Regions from separate parts of the Mus musculus genome. Here all the other regions are linked to region 1. A link is a contact called in public HiChIP or PLAC-seq and promoter capture Hi-C data. All regions are on one chromosome and are shown on one strand. Each heading gives the region's core, a stretch centred on a gene start, on an enhancer-like site or on the middle of the called end of the contact. The rest is flanking DNA. Distances are from core to core; before and after follow the strand shown. Region 1 holds the start of Zfp395 (zinc finger protein 395). Region 2 overlaps Nuggc (nuclear GTPase, germinal center associated). Region 3 holds the start of Ccdc25 (coiled-coil domain containing 25). Region 4 overlaps Hmbox1 (homeobox containing 1).

The links. Promoter capture Hi-C pulls out the DNA fragments that hold promoters and counts their contacts. HiChIP or PLAC-seq counts read pairs in DNA pulled down with a chosen protein or histone mark.
Region 2: an H3K4me3 HiChIP or PLAC-seq map of the SCID.adh cell line shows a contact between it and region 1, with 9 read pairs. The contact joins the enhancer-like site here to the promoter of Zfp395 in region 1. A contact is called at or near these places in 1 of 39 promoter capture datasets (3T3-L1-derived adipocytes), 2 of 484 Hi-C or Micro-C datasets (the G1E-ER4 cell line and embryonic stem cells), 4 of 115 datasets of contacts at active chromatin or transcription factors (the SCID.adh cell line, embryonic stem cells and pancreatic cancer cells) and 1 of 9 other capture datasets (adipose tissue).
Region 3: a promoter capture Hi-C map of pre-B cells shows a contact between it and region 1. The contact joins the promoter of Ccdc25 here to the promoter of Zfp395 in region 1. A contact is called at or near these places in 8 of 39 promoter capture datasets (the C10 cell line, the HPC-7 cell line, cranial neural crest and 5 more), 5 of 484 Hi-C or Micro-C datasets (B cells, Th1 cells, embryonic stem cells and 2 more), 4 of 115 datasets of contacts at active chromatin or transcription factors (effector CD8 T cells, embryonic stem cells and large pre-B cells) and 1 of 9 other capture datasets (liver).
Region 4: a promoter capture Hi-C map of liver shows a contact between it and region 1, with 2.8 times the contacts expected there. The contact joins the enhancer-like site here to the promoter of Zfp395 in region 1. A contact is called at or near these places in 4 of 39 promoter capture datasets (the C10 cell line, liver and pre-B cells), 4 of 484 Hi-C or Micro-C datasets (CD4 T cells, CD8 T cells, the G1E-ER4 cell line and 1 more) and 3 of 115 datasets of contacts at active chromatin or transcription factors (bone marrow-derived macrophages, embryonic stem cells and memory CD8 T cells).

Annotation. Positions count from the first base shown.
Region 1 is chr14:65,355,433-65,360,081 of GRCm38.p6, reverse strand. Zfp395 (zinc finger protein 395) reads right to left here and starts at 1,406. Exons shown (of 10, transcript NM_199029.2): 1 at 1,327-1,406.
Region 2 is chr14:65,622,046-65,626,303 of GRCm38.p6, reverse strand. It overlaps Nuggc (nuclear GTPase, germinal center associated), which reads right to left. Exons shown (of 19, transcript NM_001195674.2): 11 at 3,038-3,143; 12 at 2,152-2,285. Among named protein-coding and RNA genes, the nearest start is that of Gm30245, 4.9 kb to the right of the region's middle. Within about 2 kb of position 1,618, at least 48 of the 459 cell types and tissues checked have an H3K27ac peak or open chromatin away from gene starts, as enhancers often do. A contact at or near this core is called in 3T3-L1-derived adipocytes, the G1E-ER4 cell line, the SCID.adh cell line and 1 more, where this site is marked.
Region 3 is chr14:65,834,790-65,839,702 of GRCm38.p6, reverse strand. Ccdc25 (coiled-coil domain containing 25) reads right to left here and starts at 2,401. Exons shown (of 9, transcript NM_145944.5): 1 at 2,219-2,401. The coding sequence starts at 2,246.
Region 4 is chr14:64,864,189-64,868,885 of GRCm38.p6, reverse strand. The region is part of intron 4 of Hmbox1 (homeobox containing 1); the gene reads left to right. Among named protein-coding and RNA genes, the nearest start is that of Hmbox1, 83 kb to the left of the region's middle. Within about 2 kb of position 1,790, at least 88 of the 459 cell types and tissues checked have an H3K27ac peak or open chromatin away from gene starts, as enhancers often do. A contact at or near this core is called in CD8 T cells, the G1E-ER4 cell line, bone marrow-derived macrophages and 3 more, where this site is marked.

The sequences.
Region 1 (4,649 bases), core at 157-2,656:
CAGCACCCAGTTCTGCACCTGGCATTGTGACAACTAACTGTGCCCCATCTGGAGTCATATTTCACATGCTCAAGTCTTTCTATGTCCTCCAAGAGATTACAAGCCCCGACGGGTGTTATCTATGAGTCTTCTATTGCCTTTCTCACCAAGACAAGCAAGCCCTTGGACATCCTTTTGTAAACTTGTCACCTGTGAACTCCTCCTTCTGACTGAGTCTTGCCAGGGAATTATCCACAGGTGGAAATTATTTCAAACTGAGTTCCGTATTCCCTTCCCCACCTTTATCTCCCATGCCTCCTGTGCCTGAGCCTGCACAGTAACTTTGCAGCCCTTGCACGTTCATTTGCATTTGAGCTCTCAAATCATTTCTCTCTCATAGCTTTCAGAGACATCATCCAGAAAGCTTGGCAGTGGGAAGAGGGCAGAGTGGCTTCTCAGAGGTACCTGTGGGCTAACCAATTTCCTTGTGTTTCACCCTTCCAAAGCAAGAACCTCTATTTACACAACCCCCCTTAGAAGGATGTCCTCAGGCTACAATACCTGTTGATTGCTCAGTTTGAAACAAACTGCTCCACTTTACACCATTCTGTTAAGGGATCTTGCAGAAAGCAGTGAAGAACTATAGATAGCCCCTGTGCCATGGCCTGGCATCATGGGAACCCATGCCTGGTGGAAGTCCTCCAGAACCACAGGAAAGGGAGGGATGGAAAACAGGGCTCCTGCAAGATTGCTGGCAGGTGGGTCTCTTTAGATCTCCAAGAGGGCCCTAAAGTGAAGGTGCAGAGCCTTAACTCCCAGGCAGGAAGCCTTGGAATTGTTTGCCCATGACAAACTCCCTTTGCAGGCCCCCATGGGCCACTCCAGAGGCCCACAGTGCCACGGCCCGGGAGGGACCCGGGGTGAGCCCGGAAGGCTTAGAGCCAAGGGGGCGGCGAAAGGGGCCGCAAGAAGGGGGTTGAGAGAGGGTGTGTCGCGAGGCCAGTCCCGCAGCACGGCACTCTCTGGTTATGGAGAGGGCAGGGGCGCGCATAGCGCAGGGCTGACGGCTCAGCCGGAAAGGGAGCAGGTTAACAGGTCAGTGTGGCCCCGCGAGGCCACTCCCGGCCACCACTCAAAGTTGGGAGGGAGATCGGGCCGTAGGACCCGCGACATAAACAAGGCGACGCGTGAGAGGGAGAGCGGCCACCCCCACCCAGTCACCCCGCCAGCGCCGCAGCAGCCCCGGTCCTGCCCGGGCCGCGCGAGCCTCCCGGGTCTCCCACCCACCCCTGGCTGTCGGCCCCAAACCCGGGCTGCAACCCATGCGAGGTCCCGCGCGCAGCTCACCTCGGCCGGCCACTGACCCAGACAGCTCGGCTCCCTGCAGCGGCCGCGGCCCTGCCCGCCACCGGCGCGGCCCCTGCACTGCGCCGCCTCCCGCGCCGCCGCCTTCGCGCCCACCTGGCCGGCCTGCCCTCCCTCTCCGGGACACTGCGCTCACGTACGCGGCCGCGGCCACAACCCGGCCCGGATTCCCCCGCCCGGGAAGGGAGCGCGCCGAGCCGCTCGCAGCCAGTCCGCCCGCGAGCCAGCCAGACGCAGGGACACACCCCCGGCCACGCGCGCGCACGACTCGCGCGCCCCCAGCCCCAGCCCCGGACGTGCGCGCGCGCGCTCCACACACCCTGCTTGGCGGTACACAGTGGGCGCTCAATAAGTGCTGGAGCGACTCCTCTCACACATGCGCACTTGAACCTGACCGAGTTGTGACCCACTTCCCCAGCCCCCACCCCGAAATCCGAGCGTTCAGCACCACCCGGAACCGAACTAGCGTATCTGCTACCCCCGCGCCTCCTTTTTTTTTTTTTTGACTCCCCCCCCGACCCCCCCCCCAACTGAACTGCAAACCCAACCAAAGTTTCTGGCTGTTGTTTTTCCAGCGCGCCCCAGGGCGGGAAAGGAAGCCAGAAGCTCTAGGCGCCAGGGACAGGAGCTTGGCGAGGGCGACAGGGACCCGAGGCCGGGTAGCGGGAGGCGGCGCGCGAGGGCGGAAGCGCTTGAAAACCCAACCTTTCCATTTCGCTTTGGACCAAGAGTGTTCTTCTCCAGTTTTATGACTTTTATTCGTTTGTAGTTGTAGCGCGAGGCGATGTTTACTGTTTCTGGAATTAAATAGGAGAAAGTTAACTATTAGCCTTCAGCCCTTGTGTAAACAATACCGGTTGCTTTTTGGCACCGTTAGGCTCTGGCTTTTGGATAATTTGTAACAGGGAGAATCGAAGCGGTTCCATTGTGTAGTTCTGTGTTTTTTCTAGATAAGGCCAAGGACAGTGGAGAGGGGTGTGTGCGAATGTCTAAGTGTGTGTGAGTGTGTGTGTGTGTGTGTGTTTACAATCAAATTTAATGAGTAAAAGAGTAATAGCCCCTCCCTTCTCAAAAAAAAAGTTTTAAAATACTTCGAAGTTGCAGTTCACCTCCAATTTTGGACTTCCTGTGTTTCTAGGAGGCCGTGGAGTGTTAGTAGAGCTTGGGAATCACATCCCATTTTAAGAGCTGAGTTAGCATTGGCATCTTTAGCAGGTTCAGCCCTAAACACATCAGCTTCTTGATCTATAAAACAAAGCAGTGTAACTAGAGATAGTGCCTAGCTCACGGCAAATGAAAAACAATATGTCCTGGGAACTGGCAAGAGGGCTCGTGGGTAACACTGCTTGTGACCAAGTCTGATGTCACAAGTTAGAGCCCCAACATGCACAACATAGCGGAGGGAATCAACTCCAGCCCTGTACATACACAATAAATACATTTTAAAAAAATAGTATGTCCTTTTTTCTGCCCTCAACTATTTGTTGAAATAAAATTATCCAACTGGAATCAAAATTCCTACAGGAGATGATTCTCAACTAGGGGTGATTTTTTTTATCCCTAATAATATTAATTTGTCCTTAAAATATCTAGATATATTTTTACTGGTGTTGGGAGGGTGATTTCTCACTGTCATTTAAGCTGCTGAAGGCTAAGTATTCCACCAATATCCTGCTGTGCACAAGACAGCCCCACATGGATGAATTAACTAGTTTCAAATGCCTGCCTTACCTGCTCTAGGATCAGCCTGCCCAGGGTGTAGTTCACCCAAGACTGCTTCTCCCTTTTAATTCTCAACCTCAGGAAAAAGTTCTGTTTCCAGATAAGAATAAAGTGTTATAGGGCATCACATCGGTGACTTTATTTAATACACAAAGCCTTCCCTTAACATGAAGATATGGATTGGAAATGTACACTTTATGATTAAAGGGACATATGCAGTCCATGCATGGCTTTCTGTTCTTGTTCCAGTTGTCCCCAAATGCTTCTGTATAGTCAGTCCCTCCTCTCAAGTCTTTCTTGATCACCCTGAAGTTTGCAATACAGTCTCTGCCCCAAGGAACGCTTGGCCTCCTCACAAGCAGACTGCTGCTCACTCAGAATTGAGCAATACAGAAAACAAAGCACGTAATTGATCATTGTAGCCCAGGGACTAGGGTGTCTGAGACAAGTGAGTCTTCATAGTAAAATCCGGGGCTCCAGAAGTGCTTGTTGAGCTAAATGAAAGTTGTATACACAGAGTAGGTCTCCAGCTGGAGTGTGAGCAACATGGCAAGATTTAAACGGCTAGGCTCTGTAAAGGGATGAGGGTCTGGCTTCGGTTTTTGTTTAACTGTGTTTTCCGAGACAGGATCTTTAGCATTGTAAGTAAGCCTACACTAAGCTTTTTAGATAGACAAGGGTTCTACCACTTCCCAAGAACAGGGGTCACAGGCAGGCACCGACATCCATTTATGTTTCATTGGGAACCAAACCCAGGGCTTCATTCGTGCATACTGGGCAATCATACTGCCAACTGAGCAACATCTCCAGCCCAATTTTTTTCTTTTTATAATTTTTATTTATTTGCTTTTTTTTTTTTTAAGGCAGGGCCTCTCTGTATAGCCCCAACTGGCCTTGAACTCACAGAAATCCACCTGCCTCTGCATCGTGAGTGCTAGGATTACATTTATGTACCACCATTACTGATATTTATTTACTTACTAATTTATTTTTGCAGTACTGGAGATTAAACCCAGGGCTTTGAGCCTGCTGGACAAGGTTTCTACCACTGACCTAAATCCCCAGCCTGAATTCATTTTTTCTTTATTTTTTATTTTTATATTTATTTACTCATTTATTTGTTTTTCAAGACAGTTTCTCTGTGTAGCCCTGGCTGTCCTGGAACTCACTCTGTAGACCAGGCTGGCCTCGAACTCAGAGACTGACCTGCCTCTGCCTCCCAAGTGCTGGAATTAAAGGTGTGCACCACCATCACCTTTTTTATTTTTCTTAAACTATCTCATTTAAACTTTTTTTAAAAAATATTTGTTTATTTATTTTATGTATATGAGTGTTCTATCTGCCTATATACCTGCATGTCAGAAGAAGGCACCAGACCCCCATTATAGATGGTTGTGAGCCACCATGTGATTGCTGGGAATTGAACTCAGGACCTCTGAAAGAGCAGCCAATGATCTTAGCTACTGAGCCATCTCTCCAGCCCTTCATTTAAAGTTTTAACCAAACGTACACTTCCTAGAATGACTGAGTCTTGATCAAACTGGGATGCTCGCTTAGTTGACAAAACACATGCCCCACTGTGT
Region 2 (4,258 bases), core at 369-2,868, 270 kb before region 1:
CAGAGTGTGAGAAAACCCTGAGGCCTTATTAACTTACTCCTGCTCAGGCAGAGTGTGAGACAACCCTGAGGCATTCCTAACTTACACCTGCATATGCAGAGTGTGAGACAACCCTGGGGCCTTCCTAAATTACAGTTGCACAGGAAGACTGTGAGACAACCCAGGGGCCTTCCTAACTTATACTCTGCCCAGGCAGAGTATTAGATAACCCTGGGGGCTTCCAAACTTACACCTGCACAGGCATAGTGTGAGACAACCCAGGGGCCTTCCTAAATAATACTCTAATCAGGCAGAGTATTAGACACCCCTGGGGGCTTCCTAACTTACTCCTGCACAGGCATAGTGTGAGACAACCCAGGGGCCTTCCTAACTTATACTCTAATCAGGCAGAGTATTAGACAACCCTGGGCCTTCCTAACTTACACCTGCACAGGCAGAGTGAGAGACAACCCAGGGGTCTTCCTAACTTACAGTTGCACAGGCAGACTCTGAGACAACCCAGGGGACTTTCTAACTTACACTCTGCTCATGTTTCGTTTGAGACAACACTGGGACCTTCCTAACTTACTCCTGCTCAGGCAGAGTGTGAGACAACCCTGGGCCTTCCTAACTTACAGTTGTACAGGCAGATTCTGAGACAACCCAGAGACCTTCCTAAATCATACTCTAATCAGGCAGAGTATTAGACAACCCTGGGCCTTCCTAACTTACACCTGCACAGGCAGAGTGAGAGACAACCCAGGGGCCTTCCTACCTTACTCCTGCTCAGGCAGAGTGTGAGACAACCCTGGGGCCTTCCAAACTTTCAGTTGCACAGGCAGAGTCTGAGACAACCCAGAGACCTTCCTAAATCATACTCTAATCAGGCAGAGTATTAGACAACCCTGGGCCTTCCTAACTTACACCTGCACAGGCAGAGTGAGAGACAACCCAGGGGCCTTCCTACCTTACTCCTGCTCAGGCAAAGTGTGAGACAACCCTGGGGCCTTCCTATCTTACTCCTGATCAGGCAGAGTGTGAGACAACCCTGGGGCCTTCCTAACTTACTCCTGCTCAGGCAGAGTGTGAGACAACCCTGGGGCCTTCCAAACTTTCAGTTGCACAGGCAGAGTCTGAGACAACCCAGAGACCTTCCTAAATCATACTCTAATCAGGCAGAGTATTAGACAACCCTGGGCCTTCCTAACTTACACCTGCACAGGCAGAGTGAGAGACAACCCAGGGGTCTTCCTAACTTACAGTTGCACAGGCAGACTCTGAGACAACCCAGGGGACTTTCTAACTCATACTCTGCTCATGTTTTGTTTGAGACAACACTGGGACCTTCCTAACTTACTCCTGCTCAGGCAGAGTGTGAGACAACCCTGGGGCCTTCCAAACTTACAGTTGTACAGGCAGAGTCTGAGACAACCCAGAGACCTTCCTAAATCATACTCTAATCAGGCAGAGTATTAGACAACCCTGGGGCCTTCCTAACTTACACCTGCACAGGCAGAGTGAGAGACAACCCAGGGGCCTTCCTAACTTACAGTTTTACAGGCAGAGTATGAGATAACCCTGGGGACCTACTAACATACTACTGCTCAGGCAGAGTGTGAGACTACCCTGGGGCCTCCCTTCCTTACACCTGCCCAGGCAGAGTGTGAGACAATGCAGGGCCCTTCCCAACTTACTCTGCTCAGGCAGAGTGTGAGACGACCCTGGGACCTTCCTAACTTACACCCTGCTCAGGCAGAGTGTGAGACAACCCTGGGGGCTTCCTAACTTTCTCCTGCTCAGGCAGAGTGTGAGACAACCCTGGGGCCTTCCTAACTTACTCCTGCTCAGGCAGAGTGTGAGACGACCCTGGGGCCTTCCTAACTTACACCCTGCACAGGCAGAGTGTGAGACAACCCTGGGGCCTTCCTAACATAATCCTGCTCAGGCAGAGTGTGAGACAACCCTGGGGCCTTCCTAACTTACAGTTGCACAGGCAGAGTGTGAGACAACCCAGGAGCCTTCCTAACTTACACTCTGATCAAGCAGAGTGAGACAAACCTAGGGCCTTTCTAACTTTACACCTGCACAGGCAGAGTGTGAGACAACACTGGGGCCTTCCTAACTAACAGTTTCACAGGCAGAGTATGAGACAACCCAGGGGGCCTTCCTTACCAGCAGGCTTTCCTCCGTGTTTAACGTGTCTGTGAGAAGCAATAGGCCAAAGGCTTCTGTGACGTACTTGGTCACCAGCCTCCTCTTCTTGTCCAAGATCCTTTTCCTAATATATTCTCTTAACTTGGGGATCTCTGCAATTCAAAACCAGCACAAATAATATCGAAACATTTGTCACAATAGAATTCATAAAGGAAGTCAATGAAACAGTTGCCCTGAGTTGGGGAACTTGTTGTACTTCTGCTTTAAGCATCATTCATTCACCCATATGTACATCTGTTAAGACCTGTGCAGCCATAGTCCCTGTTAGTCTTAGGCTAAAACCCAACTTAAACCCTCATCTAGTTACCAAGAGCACTCAGATACGCATGGGTCTCAAGATTCTCAGCTTTCCTTTGTGCTCAGGGCCAAGACACTCTCAGTCTGGTTTTCCCTTTCATCTTTGCACATGGGGATTATTGGCTCTTCATTTAGACTCAAAAATATTCAGAGAAAGGAACCATGGCCTTCTATTTTCTCCGCCTCCCAGAAACACATGTGATATACATCTGTTAACGATGCCTGATGCTAATAGCTGGGTACTGAAGAATCACAAGCCACACACCAAGGAAATGACAACCCAATGCCTTGACTTTTACTCTTACTAACTCTGGTAAAATTTGGATGAGAGAAAAATTTTGGTCTCAGACACACAATGCAAGGAGGAAAAAAGTGATTATATGTGCACACAGACACGCAGCACAAAATACATGCTCATAGGTATAAACACTGTAGTTAAGTGGGAATAAAACTTTGCTACGGCAAGAGAATTTCTAGAGCAGGGTGCTTAGAGCGCCAAGCCTATTCTTTCAGATGTTAGTGTTTGAGGTTAAAAAATAGAAATTACCACTTTCTTCCTCAGTCAGGATGGTCCGCTGCCAGTACTCATGGGCACTGACCGTGTACACCAGATCTGAGGCTTCCAGAACCTTGGAGTCAGCTGGCAGTTTTCTCTGCAGCAGGGGAGACATGTAGAGAGCAGAATAGGTCAAGTGTGGGCAAAGAAGCACCACAGAAGCCCCAAGGGAACTCTCAGCAAACTCACTGAGTGCCTTAGGGAGCAGATATGAAGTGTGTGTGTGTGTGTGTGTGTGTGTGTGTGTGTGTGTGTGTGTGTGTGTGTGTGCGTGCGTGCGTGTGTGTACACGCACTTGTGCACAAACACATGCATGTCGAGGTCAGGGGTCGACGTTAAATATGTTCCTTAATTACTTTCCCCATTGTTAGGATTACGATCAGGATTAGGATTACTATCGAAGTCTGAACCCGAAGTGCACAGATTTGGGTATAGTGGTTGGCAGCGTGCCTCAGGCCAGGATTTCAGGCACCCACTATCACTCTCAGCTTTTTATGTGGGTGCTGGGGGATCTGAAGCCAGGACCTCCTATTTGCATAGTAAGGACTTTACCAAGTAAGCCACCTCCCCAGTCAAAATTATTTCTATTGTTAAGTGTTGCCAGCTGTCCACTATTAGCAAGGTCACAAAGAAACTGATCTCTGGACAATATTCTCTTAACTGTGAAATTAAGGTTTCAATTATAGCAGGAAACGCATAGCAAAAATTACTCAAATGTAAGCACGCAGAAGAGGATCCTGTTTAGAAAAAAATGAATGTTCATAAGTAACGTGGGATTGGGGGTGGAGCTCAGCAGTGGAGTGTGGCTTTAGCATGTGTGAGGCCCTGGGCAAAGACCCAGAACCTAACGCTGAAAGCACAAAAGTATGTATTGTTGGCAGTGGTCACTGGAACCACCAGATTCCCGCTCCTGAGCGCTGGCTGTCATGTGCCTTCCCGCCTCTGCCTGAGTGGGGTGGGCAGATACACTTAAGATGCTGGAGGTGCTCAGAGCACCCCCACAGAGTACATAGTGCAAATCAGAAGGGTGAGGTGCTACTGTTTTGTTTTGTTCTAAACAACTGGTTTTAAAACATTTCCCAGCACAAAGGCTGGCAAAGAAATGTCCTATAAAAAACAAACTTTCCTCATATCCTATAAAAGTTAAAGTTTCTTTTTAAAACAGCTTTTTTTTAAACAAATTCTTTGAGAATTTCACTCTGTGTGTGATGA
Region 3 (4,913 bases), core at 1,152-3,651, 480 kb before region 1:
TCTCATTGTGCTACGATGGTGGATGCCCTGTTCCACTCAGGGGAACCACAGTTCTCAAACTTCTCCAAACACTGGCTCTAACGCCCTCCAGCTACCTCAAACAAGCTAAATCCTAGTTTTTACATTGAAGTAATGAGCATTTTGTTGCTTAGAAAGCTTTCCTTAATCTTGATTCTAAAGTACAAGATTAGGACTGAAAGAACTAGGTACACACCCTACCAAAACTTGCTGGACCCTAAATGGAGCTAAATTTGTGAGATGGTGTTCAGTCTACAAAGCACAAGACCTGGTAGATAGAAACAGAGTTGGCTGGAGAGTCTGTACCCCTGAGCAGAACACACACAGGGCAGTGATGGTGTTGTATGCCTATAGTCCCAGCATTTGAGTGGGAGAAGGGTCTGGAATTCATGCTGTCCTTAGCTACGGAGGCTGGCTTAGGGCAGTCTGGTCTATCTGAGACTGACAAAAAACAAAAAACAAATAAAAGTTAAGAGACCATACATTCGCTGGGCGGTGGTGGCGCACGCCTTTAATCCCAGCACTCGGGAGGCAGAGGCAAGCGGATTTCTGAGTTCGAGGCCAGCCTGGTCTATATCTATAGAGTGAGTTCCAAGACAGCCAGGGCTACACAGAGAAACCCTGTCTCGAAAAATGCAAGAGAGAGAGAGAGAGAGAGAGAGAGAGAGAGAGAGAGAGAGAGAGGAGGGGTGGAGGGAGGGACCAAGGGACCATACATTTAGAAGGCCAGGGAGTTTCTGCCCCCACCTCCTGGATCACAGGATTCCAGGAGTGGACCACATACTCAGTTTCTGTGGTATTAGAGATCAAACCCCAGACTTCAGGAATACTAGACAAACACTCTAACTCAAACAACTGTCTGTCACTCCAGTTCCAGGGGATCTATCATCCTCTTCTGGCCTTGATAGGCACTAGGCACACAAGTAGTATGTAGATGCGCATGTAGGAAAAATACCTACAGACATAAAATAATTTTTAGAAGTAGCATGGCTACAAAAAAGAAAAACAAACAAACACCTCACACTGAAGGACGCTTCACAAAATAATGCTTCAGTTAAAAGTATCATGAAAGGCTAGGTAGTACATGCCTTTAATCCCGGCACTGGGGAGGCAGAGCAGAGGGTAGCATGAATTCAAAGCCAGCCTGATCTACACTGTGAGTTCTAGGCCAGCCAAGGGCTACATAATGAGATCCTGTCTCAAAAATAAACAAACTAAAAAGTACTAAGAGACAAAACCACCAAACAATAACTCCAGATCTGGGGACCTAGAAAGTAATGCCAACGTCAGGGAGCCTTCAGGCAGGAGAGTCTATGTTTGAAGCAACCTGAGCCACTCACTGTCTCAAGAAGGGGCAAAAATCAACACAGCAGCCAACTGTGTAAGTAGGGCACTATGCTAAGGAGACAAGACAGACTGCCCCTCAAGAGACCTGCCCGGTAGCTCAAGCAGACACCTTTTAATACCACATGAGAGCAGTCCTAAAGGAATGTTAAGGGGGGTCCAGAAAGAAATGCATATTTTATCTTGACGAGGAAACTGGGTCTCACACAGTGTCTTCAAAAAGGCAAGCGCTATTTTAATGGGGTGAGAGTTTAAAATTAGAAATTGATTCTGGACAATATGGGCAGAGAAACTAAGTTGACGCGGCATTTCCTGGAAACCGAAACAGCTCTTTCTGGCCTTCCAAAACCAACCCAGTAGCCTTAGCAGACGTCCACTGGACCATCACCTCTGCCCAGGGAGGGGCTGTACTAACATTCCAGCCCTCCGATTGCTCTCCGCGGCACCCCAGGCCCTCCCTGCGTAGGAGGGCAAGCTACTCTTCCTGCAGGAGACATCTGCTGGCACCTGTCGCACTGGTCAAGCATCGCTCCAAGGTGCGGGCAGAACGCTAGGGCAAAGGCTTGCGACGGGGACGTGGGGGACTAGGCTGGAACGCACACACGTCCAGGAAGCGTTGGCGGGTCTGTCAAGTGGGGACGAGAATGATTACCGGGTATAAAGAAAGCGGGGGCGCATTCCCGCCGCGACCACCGGGGCCAGGGGACGACCAGGCAGCCGAGGGGACGGCCAAGCAGGGAACCAGAAGGCTCTGGGAGAGGTGCCCGCGGAAGGACGCGGTTCAGGACTAAGTCCAAGCCCAGCGCGGCGGCTGGGGAATGCCGGCTTTGGAAGCAGGGGCCCCGGCGTCACTCACCGCTGCTGCTGGTGAAGTAGAACACCATGATCCTGGTAGAAGAGTGGCGACTCCTACTCAAAACGCGAAGCTTGAGATACCGCCGGCGCGAGGGTGAGCCGGCTTCCAGGCTCTCCTCAGGACACTTCCGGCGGACGTGCCGTCGCGTCACAACGCCGTCCTGTCAGCGCCATCTTTAGTCCTGGCGAAGGGAAGGGTGTTGGCGGAAGAGCAGGTGTCCCGGGGATTTTGAGGATTCCGCTCAAGCGTCTGGTTGAAAGAAATTAGCTGGGGAAATACATCTTGTTTGAAGTCATAAAGAAAAAATACTAAGGGCAGACTTTATTTTCAGAGGCTCTACTAAGTGGACACGAGAGTTGGTCATCGCTTTTTATGTCTTCCCACTCAACCCAATATGGGCTCCATGCGTGCAGAAACTGCCTTTTTCATGCATGGTTAAGGGTCCCTGTAACCATTTCCTCAGGAGGCACTCAGTAAGAACCAATTTTTTTAAAAGATTTATTTATTATTATACGTAAGTACACTGTAGCTGTCTTTAGACACACCAGAAGAGGACATCAGATCTCATTACGGACGATAGTGAGCCACCATGTGGTTGCTGGGTTTTGAACTCCGGGCCTTCGGAAGAGCAGTCAGTGCTCTTTCTTACCCACTGAGCCATCTAACCAGCCCCAAGAACCAATTTTTAAATAAACTCATTCTCCCATTACTTGACATAGGTGAGGGTTTTGTTGTGTTTTTTGTTTGTTGACTTGACCAAACTAGTCAGAATAGAGTTAGGTAATGTTCATCAAACCCTATCTAAGCCTGAGATGGCCTCAGCAAGAATACAAGATGGAAGAAATGCTGCACTGTCTTGCCCAGTCAAACAATGAACTAAATTGCATCGAGGACAGAAGGTTCTCAAATGAATTGTTACTGTTACTACCCAGAGACACTCTCCTTTTTTGGGATTCCGAGTAGGGCTATTTTTTGTTCCTTTAAATCTAATGTCTGCTCCTTATTACCTACAAGACTGAACAAATACCAAACTTCTGAAGTTCAGAACCTCTTGCTATAAATTTACAAAATTCCACAGCCTTCCTAGGTTTGACTTGGAAGTTTTTCTTATTTCTGATAAAGAAAAAATATGAGAGTCCATTTCGGGCTGTATCCCTCCAACAAGCTCCAAAAGTCAGACCACACAAAAGGGCTACAGAAAAGGAGTTTTACCGTCCCTGGAGAGCCTAGTCTTTCATAGAGCAGGAAATTCTAGGCAAGTAGAACCTGATGGTAAAAATGTCCCCTCTTTGGCTTTAACTCTCTCAAAAGAAGAAACTAGCCAGAGTCTCCCACTAAGCAGTTTCCACTATTGTTCTAATTCTTTCACTTTACAAAACCCACTATCATTCTGGGTTTCCTGGTGCTGGTCAATGTTGTAGGCTATCCACCAGAGAAGACTGCTCCAACATGGGTTTAAACCAATAGAAAGTCTTTTTTAGTTGGCCGGATACTACACTGGATGTTTGGGATCCCAGTGCAACATTTTCTCAGTCTTTCCTCAGGGTGAGCTTTTAAACACACAAAAAAACATGTTCTGGGTTGACATTCCTCAGTTAACAAGAACTACAGAAGTCAGAAAGCAAGCTTAGTGCATTTAGAGACTTTCCCAGAACTATGGACTCTGATGGATTAGATCTTTGTTTTCATTTTGACAGGTCTATGTGCTGAGTTTTATAGCCTGAATGACACTTTCATCATGGAGTCAGTTCTGTTAAGGTCTGGGCCCTATTACAACAGGAGGCAGAGTTGTAGCAGAGTTTGAAGTAGTGAGGCCTCCGATTCAAAGACATCTTCCTCAACAAAACATACTGTTCTACCATTGCCTAGTAGAAACCTTATTCTACCTTGTAAAAGAGTAGCTGACTCACTCATGATTCCTGCAAATAGCCAATAATATGTTAGCCATTTGTCAATTCATTCCAGCCAGCTTTGTTCTATGAAGAAGGACATCCATCGCTTAGACTTATTTAGAACTAGACATTGAAAGAACCTAGTTGACACGCAAACTTTATATGCCCCAGTACAGGGGAACGCCAGGGCCAAAAAGGGGGAGTGGGTGGGTAGGGGAGTGGGGGTGGGTGGGTATGGGGGACTTTTGGTATAGCATTGGAAATGTAAATGAGCTAAATACCTAATAAAAAATGGAAAAAAAAAAAGAAAGAACCTAGTGGGGAAACCCCGACTCAGCTCCCAATTCAGCGTGCACCCAAGAATCACGAATAGAACACAACACCTTGATGTAACAACACGGGTATTTTAATGGCGGAGCTCCGGTATCTCACACAGGAGACAGTGGCTTGGAAGCTAGGGGTTTTTATAGAAAAGGAGTGGGACTGGGGGAGGAATTGGCGCAGTTTCACATGATTGGTCCATTTAAACATCAGCAGCCTGTTAACATTTAACTTAAGTCAGAGGGGTGGGAGATAGGGAGGCGATGGGCCTGCCCAGGCATGTCCTGGTCTGTTCTGCTATGTTCTCAGCCCCAGGTTTCAAAGCTCACAAACAACTCTTTGGGCTATTTGACATACATTACGTGACTCACAGGTCTCAAGTTTTATTTCCTTTCAACATTTGTCTGAGACTTCTAGACACTAATAACTCCTTAAAAGCCTGTGAGTGTTTTAAGAACATTTCTGCTTGCCAAAAGACACTT
Region 4 (4,697 bases), core at 541-3,040, 490 kb after region 1:
GCTTTCATTATACCCTAGGAAGTCCTTATTTCAGAGACTCCCTGTGGCACTGCCTTGCATTCCTCAGGCAGTGTTCTAAGTATCCTTCCCATGGCTTCTCAGAGGAACCTACTCTCAGCCCTAGTGAGCACACCTTGTACATAATCCTTCTTTTCCCTCTCTTACTTTTACTTCTTATCTTTGATTTTAAAGCATTTTTATTACAGTTTTGCTTATTTTGCATGCATGGGTGGAGGCACATGTATGCTGTAGCTTATGAGTGGAGATCAGAAGGCATCTTGTGGGAATTGGTCTCTCCTTCCACCATATCTGTTGAACTTAGGCTCTCTGACTTGGTGGCACCTCTATGTGCTATTGCTTTATGGTACTTGTAGGTGTGAAATTTTGAGTTAACATACATGATGATCACTAGGCACCTTAAAAATGTTAAGATTTTTTCATCAAAATTCCCGTGATTTTAGCCATTATTTTCTCAAAATCTTCTTTATTTACGTTGGTGTGTCCTAAGAGTCTCACCTGTATTTGGCATGTGTGGTGGTATCCCATGTGTTTATGAAGCTTTGCTTTGTAGTACTCCTTCTTGTCTTCTGTTCCCATAAGTCATCTCAGCTGACCTTTGCAATGCGGTGATGAATGCTTCTGCGACTTCTTATTTGCTATGGAACCCTACCAGCAAACTTTTCGTTTCATTTATACTTTTGTACTCCAAAATTTCTGTCTAGTTCTTCCATATAATTGTCTCTGTTGATAGTTTTTATAGGATAAGCCATTTTTCTCATCCTTTTCTGTAGCTTTTTAGACGGTTCCTATGTTGAGTAAGTCTGCTATCCCAGTTACTGTAAGGACACATCTTCCTGTGGTTGTATTGTGTTTGTTATGGTGTGTTGTTTGGCTGTTTGATCGATTGCAGGCAGTGTCTCGCTCTGTAGCCTCAGCTGGCTTTGAACGCTTGCTACTCTTTCTCCCTCAGCCTCCTGAGGATTCGGGCCTGAGTCACCATGACTAGCTTCCAGGCCAATTTTGATTGATTCTTCTTTTTAAAGACATATTTACTAATAGTGTGTGTGTGTGTGGGGGGGGGTGATGATGTGATGTGCACCCTCATGGAGGCCTGTTGTTGGATCCCTGGAACTGGAGTTCCAGGTGATCGAGAGCTGCCGTGTAGGTGCTGCATGGTGAGCCCTTGATAGTTTGCACAGCCTTGAAAAGGGTGACTTTGAGAGCATACTTGTCAGTGCCTTTATAGAAGTTGTCTTGCTTTCCTTTCACAGAGGCATGCCATCGGTAGAGATTCTTGCTGTGCCCTTCCCACTCACTTTACTGCAGCTGCACAGATCCTGAAGGAACAGTGACCCCAATTTATCTCTGTAAATGTATTGTCCTCCAAATATGTAACGGATACAGACCCTCAAGTGGATAAGGCCTGGCTAACCCAGCACCAGTCAACTTGAACTAGTAAGAAGAACTCCATGTGAGATAGTGCCAACAAGAATTAAGCTGAAAATGCAAAAATTATGTATAGACTGAAATCAGAACCAAGAAAGGGCAGGAAGAGAACTATATTTTGAGTCATACCATGATCACACACATGCACATTTTTCAAAACTCATTGTATACATATGAGAATAAACCTTTGTAGAATATACCTCAGTTTACAACAAATATATAGGGCTTCAAAGTCAGAAAATTGGGGAATGAGAAAATCTTGAATCCATTTAAACCTAGCCCTGAGTAAGTTGTGGTGGAGACTCTGGGTCAGGACCAAATGAAAGTGAAACTAAAAATCAGAAGTTAATGTGAAGATTACAGTAAAGACAGAGGTCCCAGAGCGAGTGAGTGTGTGTGGCTTCCTCATCTGTTGCTGCATAAAATTTTATCCCAGAATTTATTAGCATCTTGAAACATAAGCCTCTAGTATTCCAGACAATATACATCAGAAATGCAGAAGCAGCTTTGCCAGGTCAGTTAAGCTTTAGCTTAAAAACTAAATCTAACTCCCTCTTCCAGCCTCCATGGACATCAGGCACACACACGTGTGGACATACATCATTCATACACACAACAGAAAATGTAAAAAGAATAGTCAATAAAAAGTCACCGTGAAGCTGGTCCAATGACTCAGCTCTAACCCCAGCACTCAGGAGGCTGAGGGAGAAGGAGCAGCAAGCGTTCAAAGCCAGCTCAGGCTACAGAGTGAGACATGCCTGCCATGGAGCAAACAGCACAAGACAGAGCTAGAGGTCTCCTGAGGTTGCTGTCTCCTGGGTTAAGAGAGGAATTGGATGAACATTGTGCATGGTGGAGAAAGTCAGTCTCTTACTATGTGTATGCTCTTTAAAAGTTTATGTGTTACATGTATTGGGAAGGTCTTATGCATCCATACCAAACAAACAAGAATGATTCTAAGGTAATAAATAAGAAAGTGGTGGAAAAAAAGTATTTTCTTATGTGTGTTCAACATACTTGAATTTTTATAGAGAATATATAATTAGAATATAATTATAATGTGGCACTCAAAAGCACTAAAATAGGAAGCTTAAGTGTGGGAGACAAGCTTGAGGCACATAGTGACTTCCAGGCCAGCCAGGGCTATCTAGTGAGACTCTGGCTCAAATATAACAAAACATATCTAAACATAGCTCTGATTGAGGTAGAAAATTGCTAAAGGACTTTGAAAATTGCTGAACGTTCATAAGGATTTTGTATTTTGTAGTTCTGAGATGGCCTGTTGGGGCCATCAGAGTCGTTACGGTTGTTCAGGTAAAAGAGGCTGAACAGGGGAGTGATGACTAGAAGAAAGAGCTTTGGTAAAAATGCAAGCTTTAGGGGAGGGAGTGGGTGAGAGGTTAAGCTGAGCTAACTCCTATAGGAAGATGAGCAGATGAGGGGGGAGGATAATGGATTAGGCTTACTGTGTTGGTCTATGAGAAATTCTCATTAAAGTTGCCTAGCCAGTGGTTTCCAAGAACAGGCTGTGCCCTGAGAGTCTCTTGCATTTACATGACATTTTAAATCATTGTTGATAATTACGATGATCAAAGAAAGAGGCTTAAATATGGAATCCCAGTGGCCACTAATGAGTAGAAAGCTAACATAGCACCTGGAGCCAAAATGATCATGCTCTGGAGGGGCTGTGTCCCTCATTCCAAGGTGAAGAGCCAGTAGGTTGTGGCAGGAAACAAAACATGGAGAGGAATCCAGAGTCCAGTGTTGAGATTTAGAAGGCTGGGTTCTAGTTGAGAGCCCTCTAGTGGAGGAAGCGTGGTGTGTAAACTCCAGAGAGGAGTCAGTAAAGCTGACGTTCACAAGACATTATGGATGCCAGCTAAAGACTACCTCCAACCACTTTGGATATAAGGGGCTTACTTTCTCACTGGAAAGAAATTAAGCAGGGCTTAGTTTTAGTCGGTGTATGTAAATTATATGAAACTTTGCCTTTGCTTCTGCCCTACAAGAGGTAGAAAAGAGGTTTTTGAAGATCTGAAACTTTTCCCAAGAATTTCTTCCACAGCAGGGAAGAGACTATCTGGAATTTTCTCCCAAGGGAAGTAGCAGAGCTGGCAGACAGTGCAGAGAAGCTTCGAGGACCTGAATGTCAAGTCCCACAGAGCTCCCAGAGCAGCCGCGATTGTGGGTCAAGGACCCTAGAGGAAAGTCATTTCTGAGTGTGACATTTGCTGTTTATTCAACTGTTTTGCAATGCCTCTTCTGGAAATGGCTTGGTTAACTGGTTCATTTTCTGCATTTATTGTCCGAATCCAAGGTGAGTCAGGAAGACAGCCTGTATTGCCTGCTCCTCCCTTTGTTTCATTGCATTCATTATTATACAGAGAGAAATGTGTGTGACATTTTTAAGTCCGTCACATGCTTACCTCAGAGTAAAATTGCAGACAAAAAGCAGAAGTGGACTTCTTTTTATAAGTCTTCATTTACTTTAATTGCACTGTTTCTAAAAGAACGAACAGAAACTAAAATATTCAGTGTCAAAAGCCAGGCATTAAAACATTTATAGAAAGATTGAGAAAGTTTTAGTGGTAGAAATGTAGGGAAAATTTACATTTATAGTGTGCATCTGTAAGCTTTTGATATATTTAGATATAAATGTAATACAGGGCATATAAAGTTATATTCATAAAAGCATATACTTTATGTATCAAGGGCATCTTCCCATATTAACATATGTTAATTAAATATATAGTATTAAATATATATAATCTTTGAGTTTTAAAAAATTTGTGGGGACCTTTTTAAATATGTATAGTAGGTGACAACTCAATGACTTTCATAAAGTATAGATATCCACATTACCACCTTCCGTATCAGTAAAGAACATCACTGGCCACTACATAAACCATCATCCTTGACCTTTTTCCTGCATGGGTACCAGTATGCTGATTTACATCCTGATGTATAGTGTAGTGTATGGCTTTTGTATGTTTTTGGCTTTAGGGAAGCAGCGTTGTTTCTGTGAGGTCTGCCCATATACTGTACATATACTACTAGTTTATCCTCTTCCTGTTGCTATGGCAGTCTGCAGTAGAAGACACAGATACCATAATATATGCATTCTGCATTTGATGGCCATTTAAGTTTTGGAACCAGGGAATTCTCTGGGTAATGCTCATTTCTGAAGCTTCTTGTGCATGTCTTTTGAGTATGTGTGTGCTGGGTAATCACGCACTCCTGTGGTATGTATA